Regions from separate parts of the Mus musculus genome. Here region 2 is linked to region 1. Evidence: chromatin contacts called from public Hi-C data. All regions are on one chromosome and are shown on one strand. Each heading gives the region's core, a stretch centred on a gene start, on an enhancer-like site or on the middle of the called end of the contact. The rest is flanking DNA. Distances are from core to core; before and after follow the strand shown. Region 1 holds the start of Nfkbia (nuclear factor of kappa light polypeptide gene enhancer in B cells inhibitor, alpha). Region 2 overlaps Ralgapa1 (Ral GTPase activating protein, alpha subunit 1).

What was found. Hi-C and Micro-C count contacts between places; a contact is called where the count stands out from the background.
Region 2: a Hi-C map of rod photoreceptor shows a contact between it and region 1, with 4 times the contacts expected there. The contact joins the enhancer-like site here to the promoter of Nfkbia in region 1. A contact is called at or near these places in 3 of 39 promoter capture datasets (the C10 cell line, HPC-7-derived erythroid cells and cranial neural crest), 2 of 484 Hi-C or Micro-C datasets (the N1E-115 cell line and rod photoreceptor), 1 of 115 datasets of contacts at active chromatin or transcription factors (embryonic stem cells) and 1 of 9 other capture datasets (embryonic stem cells).

Annotation. Positions count from the first base shown.
Region 1 is chr12:55,490,545-55,494,265 of GRCm38.p6, forward strand. It overlaps Nfkbia (nuclear factor of kappa light polypeptide gene enhancer in B cells inhibitor, alpha), which reads right to left and starts at 2,103. Exons shown (of 6, transcript NM_010907.2): 1 at 1,756-2,103; 2 at 1,126-1,234; 3 at 576-786; 4 at 227-315; 5 at 1-122. The coding sequence starts at 1,982. It overlaps Gm36634 (a long non-coding RNA gene), which reads left to right and starts at 2,751. Exons shown (of 3, transcript XR_381610.3): 1 at 2,751-3,721.
Region 2 is chr12:55,624,876-55,628,596 of GRCm38.p6, forward strand. All of the region lies in intron 39 of Ralgapa1 (Ral GTPase activating protein, alpha subunit 1), which reads right to left. Among named protein-coding and RNA genes, the nearest start is that of Insm2, 28 kb to the left of the region's middle. Within about 2 kb of position 2,031, at least 5 of the 459 cell types and tissues checked have an H3K27ac peak or open chromatin away from gene starts, as enhancers often do. A contact at or near this core is called in rod photoreceptor, where this site is marked.

The DNA.
Region 1 (3,721 bases), core at 853-3,352:
GGGGAGTAGCCTTGGTAGGTTACCCTGTTGACATCAGCCCCACATTTCAACAAGAGCGAAACCAGGTCAGGATTCTGCAGGTCCACCGCAAGGTGGAGGGCTGTCCGGCCATTGCAGGGCTCCTGAAACCAAAAGCAATCAGGCGTTAGTTTACGGCTGCATCTGGAAACCTGCTCACCATCAGAGCCAGCCCAACAGAGATTAGGTGGAAGGGAGATGTACTCACCTGAGCGTTGACATCAGCACCCAAAGTCACCAAGTGCTCCACGATGGCCAGGTAGCCGTGGATAGAGGCTAGGTGCAGACACGTGTGGCCTGGAGGAGGAAGACAAAAACTGTAACTACGTGTTTCAATCCTCACACAACTCATGTCTATTGTCTTGAGGACAACCACAAACATCATCAGTTTTGAAGAACTCAGAATCTGGGTTCTGAGTGAATATCATATAGGCATCGAGGAGAAAACTTTTTAAAAAGATCACAGTGTCTGAACTTTGTATACGTTCGGAGTTTAAGACTCAAGTGGCCCCATCTCTCTCCCTCCTCTGCATCCTTGGATGGACTGGCAGACCTACCATTGTAGTTGGTGGCCTGCAGGACGGAGTGGAGATGCTGGGGTGTGCAGGTCTGCGTCAAGACTGCTACACTGGCCAGGCAGCCCTGCTCACAGGCAAGATGTAGAGGGGTATTTCCTCGAAAGTCTCGGAGCTCAGGATCACAGCCAGCTTTCAGAAGTGCCTCAGCAATTCCTGGCTGGTTGGTGATCACAGCCAAGTGGAGTGGAGTCTACAAATGGAAGAGGAAACAGAAAGGGATAAGCCATGGAGCAAACCCATAGTCTTGAGTTTCCTGAACCCCAGACACCTCCCGCTATGGAATCTGATCCTCCCATTTGTCTCTTAGGAGATCAGGCAAACAGGAGGCCCTAGGTGGGTCATAAAGACCTCACTAAACCCAAGGGATTTTTCTTCTGGTTCTAAGACGTTGGCTGATTTGAATGCAAAAGGCCAAGGCAGATAAGAACTAAGTGACTATTAATTTAGAAACGCTTTGGGGGCGACCGTGCTACATCTGACTCCACCAAGGGGTCAAAGAGGGCACCCGCGGGGCAAGCAAGCAGCGCACCTGCTGCAGGTTGTTCTGGAAGTTGAGGAAGGCCAGGTCTCCCTTCACCTGACCAATGACTTCCATGGTCAGCGGCTTCTCTTCGTGGATGATTGCCAAGTGCAGGAACCTGAGGGATGACAGGGAAACCCCCCGAGGGGTGGTGAGCACACTGCGTGGGGGGGGGGGAGGCGCGGGCTGGAGGTGGGGTTGGAGGGGGGATTGCGCAAGGCCGGGGTTTCTGGAGGCCGCGGCCGCGGTGTTTTCCGCGAGGTTATTATGAGCTGAGTGTTCCTGGCAGCCGCCCAGGGACTTTCCGTGCCCCACCCCCTCCGGGCGGGCGCCGGCCAGACCGGCCCGCCCTCCGCCGCCCGGAACGCCCTGTACTTCCCCTCGCGGCCGCGCGGCGCCCGGCGGCTGCGCGCCACCGCTGCCAGGCCGGGACTTTGCGTCCTCGCCGCCGCTGCCGCCCCGCCCCCCCCGGCCTGCGCTCGGCGACTCCGGGTCCGGGGACAGGGGAGGAGGGGGAGGGGGGAAGACAGGCGGCCCGCCGCAGCCCCGGCGCCCCGCAACCCCGGCGCCCTCGCCGTGCAGAACCCCGAGCGCGCTGCAGGCCCCGCGCGACCCCCACCGGTGCCCGGCGCCACTTACGAGTCTCCGTCCTCCGTGAGCTGCTGCTTCCAGGGCTCGGCGGCCAGCGGCGCCTCCTGCGGCTGCAGGCGGATCTCCCGCAGCTCCTTCACCATTTGCTCGTACTCCTCGTCCTTCATGGAGTCCAGGCCGCTGTCGTGGCGATCGTCCACCAAGCGCTCCTTCTTGAGGCCATCCCGCGGGCCCTCCATGGCCCAGTCCTGGCCGTGCCCAGCTGGCTGAAACATGGCTGTGCGGGGCTGAGCGGGTGCAGGCTGCAGGCTGCTGGCGGCTGGCTGGCGAGGTCTGACTGTTGTGGGCTCGGCAGCGCCGCCGCGGCGCCCTATAAACGCTGGCAGGGGATTTCTCAGGGGCGGGGTCAGGCGCGGGGAATTTCCAAGCCAGTCAGACTAGAAAAAGAACTGGCTCGTCCTCCACTGAGAAGCCTAAACCCAGGGCCGGGGTTCATCGGAGAAACTCCCTGCGATGAGCCACTGGGGTCATGCACAGGGAACTTTTTGATGAGCCCTGAGTGGCTGGAAAGTCCTCCCGACCAGGCCCCCTCCCTCTAGGTACTTCCCTGCAGCCTGCACTCAGTAACCCCAGCCCTCTGCAAGAACCCTTCTTTCCCTGGGGTTTCCCACCGGGCGATTTTGGTTTGGGGTCCCAAGCTGCGCAGCTTCCAAGGACGCAGACCTGCTAGGCTGTTCCTCTTAGCGATTTGCCAGTTTGCAGGTCTTTTCCGGTTTTTGATCTTTTTGAAAACCCAAGAGTGGAAACGCTGGCTAGGTGCAGGGATTCGCTTCTCCTAAATTTCTGCGACGACGGACATATGAGTGGTTCCGGGGCCGGCTGTGTTTTGTCTGTTCCAGGCCCTTTGCAATGCAGGGACATTTGGCTGTCCTTCACTCCTACTCCATGAAGCTGTAAAAACTTTGGCATTAAAACAAACAAAACCACCACCACCACCAACAAAAACCAAGAGCTTGGAGAACCCCTAGATTATTTCCTAGGGGTCAATAATCTTGCCCCCCCCCCCGGGGGAGGGGCAAATCCTAGCTCCGTATGGGAACCACATTTTTCCCCAAGTAATGCAAGCTGTTAATCTTAGTAGAAGTTGTAGTTTCCTTGCAACCGCAACTGTTGCGTTCTTGCTGTCGGAGTTAACTTGTTGCAGAGAATGAAGCCGGAGCTTATTGTGAATGCCTAGCAGAGCAATTGACTTAGTGCCCTAGCCAAGGCTGGCCTCTCAAACATAGCTAAAAAAGTAACTGTGAGGTATCCTGCAGGAGGCTCAAGATAGTCCTAACACAGACCCCATCTGAAACCTGCTGCTTCTATCAGCTTCCTTGCTCCCAAGGGACCGCGGCATTATGGGTAGCTGCTCCCCCAAGAAAGGGATTTGGGCCTGTGAGCCTCTAGTTTAACCGGCAAAAGTACAAATGTTACTTCCACCCCACCCCTACTTAGGGAAAATTAAAGCAACGTGGATCAGAGTTTGTCAGACCAGATCCAGGAGGCCTCTCTAGTTCTGCATAGATTTCTGGTGAGATGTGAATGATCTTTTTCTTAATGAGCCTTATGTCAGCTTTCCTCTCTTTGGAATTCCAGCGCCTCCCCCTGAGTATGCATGTGAAGACACTGAGGGAAAAGATTCAAAATCCAGGAAAAACCAAAAAGCCTCCAGACAGTAAGGGCCAGGTTAAAGTTAAAACTTCCTCAGCGAATTCTCCTTTTCCTCTCAGTGGCAAGTTGGATCTGCAAGTGTAATTGAGTGGGACATAGTGAGATTGATCATGAGCAGGACATCTCAATTCCACGCTCTGCCTTTCATTAAATACATTAGTTGGAGAAGTCACTTAACCTTTTTTTTTTATGGTATACTTGCTTTTATAATAATAAGATTGGATCTGTGCTGGTGGGGTGGTTTGAGACAGGGTTTACGTTGTAGGCCCGGCTGGTCTGGATTTCACTGTGTTGTCCCTGT
Region 2 (3,721 bases), core at 781-3,280, 130 kb after region 1:
TAAAGTCCTGGGTATCTGATGTAATCTGCAGAACAGAGTTCTTTGGGAAAGCCAATCCTAATGCCCTCCACCCCAACACTATCTCTCTCATTCACAATCACCTTCACTATCTTACTTTGTGCTTATCCTTTCTGCTGGGTCCTCAGTGCGCAGTTCACTAATCTGGTTCATAGGACTCTCCTCTTCCACATCACTGTATGCCCCTCAAACGCGGTAAATTTTTTTGTGTGTGTGACAAAGTCTTACTATATAGCTCTGGCTGTACTAGAATTCCATATGTAGATCAGACTGGCCTTGAACTCAGAGAATTTGCCTCTCCCTCCTTAGTGCTGGAATTAAAGATGTACACCACCATAGCCACACCTGGAGAAAGGCGTGACTTTTAAAATTCTAGCTTTGCTTGGACAGCGTCTCCTAGATTGAATGGAGTCAACAAATAGGTGAGTAAGCAAATGACCTGCAATTCCTTACTAATATGGTTAATGTCAGATCTTGGTAGAGGAGAAAACCAGATTAAAACAACAAAGTTGATCATGTAACTAAAGCCATTTTTGTGAGTTCCTACAGTTGTATATAGTAAAATTATTAACATCAAGTGAAACCCTAATAAAAGATTACCTCAAGAAAACATTAAGAGACAGTTACCAGCAGATGTAGTGATCCACACCTTTAACTCCAGCACACGGGTGGCTGAGGCTGAGAGGAGAGGCAGGAGGATCTCTGAGAGTTCAAGCTCAGTGTGGTCTATATAGTGAGTCTCAGCCTAGCCAGAGTTAAATCCTTGCCTCAACTGATCGACAGACAGGCAGGCAGACAGATAGACAGATGCACGCGAGCGCAAACACACACACACACACACACACACACACACACACACACACACACACACACACACACTGAGGGACAGAGAGACAGAGCGAGGCAGAGAAAGAGACAGAGAGAAGCTGGGGCAGGGAGGAGGGGAGAGAGAAAGTATTTGAGAGTGAGAATTTGGCACTTTTAGGTTCAATTCCACAGAACTTTCTCTATTTTCATCACATATTTATTATACACCATAGAGTTTCACATTTATTTCCTTACTTTGTATTTTTGGGCTCCCCTTTCCTCTTCTTCCTCCCTCAACCTCTTTTCATTATCAGAGAATTATATATGCTAGGCAAGTGTTCTTCCATCAAGTTACAGACCCCTTAAAGAAAAGTTCTGGTTTTTAAACTTGGAGACATAGTGAACTTATTATGTATTCTAGTCTGATCTAAAACTTGTGATTGTCCCGCCTCAGCTCTTCAAGTAGTTGCTTCTATAGGTGTTTACCACCATATTTAGTTGCTTTTATTTATTTTTTTCTTGTTGAAAGCATAAGTTGGATATGTTATTTCCAAACCAACAATAATAAAAAAAGTGTGCTAAAAGATTACTACAATGACTGAAAGGAATCTACTAGATAATTAACGGTATCACTGACAAGGTTTCCACCCAATGCAAGAGCTAAAAAAGAAAAAAAAAAAAACCAAAAACCAAAACAAAACCAAACAAACCACCCACCCACACAGTAGAGTAGGGAATATATTAGCATCACTATAGAAGTACAATAGGACCACATCCAGTGGCCCTATTTAAAGAACTGTTTTGTTTGTAGAGACACTATTAGGGTTGTCAACAAAATCCAGGTCAATGGGATGCGTAAGAATACAGGAAAGTTCTTGAAAGTAATGCTCAAGTCTTTAACACAGAAGAAAATGTAAATACTCCAATTAGCTACAGGCAGACCAATAAGGATATTTTAACTCTTGGAGAAGTCCTAACACAACAATTATTATCAAACAGTGGCTGCAAGGACACAGCAGACGTTCTTTTCATATTTGTGAATATTTACCACTAACCAACTCTCCATTTAGGCTCCAAACAGTGATTTAGAAAGTGGGAAGTGTGCCATCAGATAGGAGGCTCCCTGTGGAATTGTTAGTGGCATGAACATACGGGTACAAATGCTCCGGCACTGAGCTGAAGGGCTAGCTCCCCAGCACCCAGAGTCCTGCAGCTCCCTCTGCTGCTCACCTGTGGCTCTGACCTTTCCTGCCTTTAGTAAGGACGTGTGAGCACTTGGAACTAACTGCACAAAATCATCTTGGAGGGGACACCAACATCTGCCATTGCCACCAAGTCAGACATGTCTTGGCTCACTTTTCTCTCTAAAAGATACTCTTTGCCCCTTATCTTTTATCATTCATCTGTGAAAATATATGATCCTCACTAACTATAATGTTCATTAATAAAAAATACACTAACAATCAAAATTAACTCCTGGGACATGGTGGTGTGCGACTTTAGTCCTAGTACTCAGGAGGCAGGGGCAAGCAGATCTCTGTAAATGCAAGGCCTGTCTGGTCTACACAGTAAATACTAGGCCAGTCAGGGCTACATAGCAAGTTTCTTTCTCAAGAAACAAAAACCAACCAAACAAAATTGACCTTCTCCAAGTGTACGCTGTTGTTTTATCTGTGTACCAAAGCAACTTATTCTGGTTCTAGATTGCCTCATTTCACCCATCCAGTATACTCTACAAAGTGGCAGCCAAGTTATAACATTTTAAAAGATTTATTTTATTTTGTATGTGTGAGTATTCTTCTTGCATGCATGTATACAGACCATGCATGTGCCTTGTGTCAGTGGAGTTCAGAAGAAGGTCCTGGGTCCTGTGAAACTGGAGTTACAGATAGTTATGATCTCCCATGGGTGCTGGAGACTGAACGCAGCTGCTTTTCAAGGGCTTGACCTCTGAGCCATCTTTCCTAGCTCCATGTGGCCTAGTTTAATATAAATCTAAAACTACAAGCAAGTTACAAATAAAAAAGTTTTTAAAAACTTTTCAAAAAATAAGCTGATAATAAACTCAAAAAATATAGATAATAGGCCGGAGAGATGGTTTAATAGTTAAGAACAGCGACCCTCTTGTAGAGGATCTTCCCAGCACCTGTGGTGGAAGCTCACACCCACCCACCCGCCTTCAGTTCTAGGGAGATCTGATGCCTCCACATTTATATATGTATACACACACACACACACACACACACACACACACACACACACGGTACACAGATGCACACACACATGCATACAAGCATGTTCTCTTAGAAATAAACCTTTAAAAACATAGGCAAAAGAACATATGTGAACTTTTAAAGTATAATGAGTAAAATTTTTCTGCTGAAAAATAGTTAGGAATCCACCCACTATTGATATCCTTGTTCTAGTATGGTATGTTACTGCCCATTTATCATAGGCTAGACATTGTGCTAAGTCAGTTGAAATCAGGAGGAAAGTAAGACTCACACATATGTGCACAAATATGTAAGTACTATAGCAAAATGTTTTCAGGCAGTGTGAGAAATAAGTTTGCTTAATGGAGAAATTATTTTAATTTTAATTTTTTGCCCCCTGAAGATGTATCATTTAAGTCATAATGAAAGAGTATATTAGGTAGAAAATAGCAGAGATTCATATTCTAGGAGCTTTAAAAAATGAGCATTTATAGAAGATGAATTTGGCTTAGCTGAAGAAATATGGGGTTGAAGTATGAGGCATGTTTGACAAAGCTACAGTAAAACTGCGGCTGGGAGGGCAAGATAAAAAGAACAGTTTACAGGTAATCAACCAAATGTCCATCTGCTGCAGTGGGCAGAGACGCGCTGGGAGCCTTCCGCATGCCCAGGTCTGCGCTTCA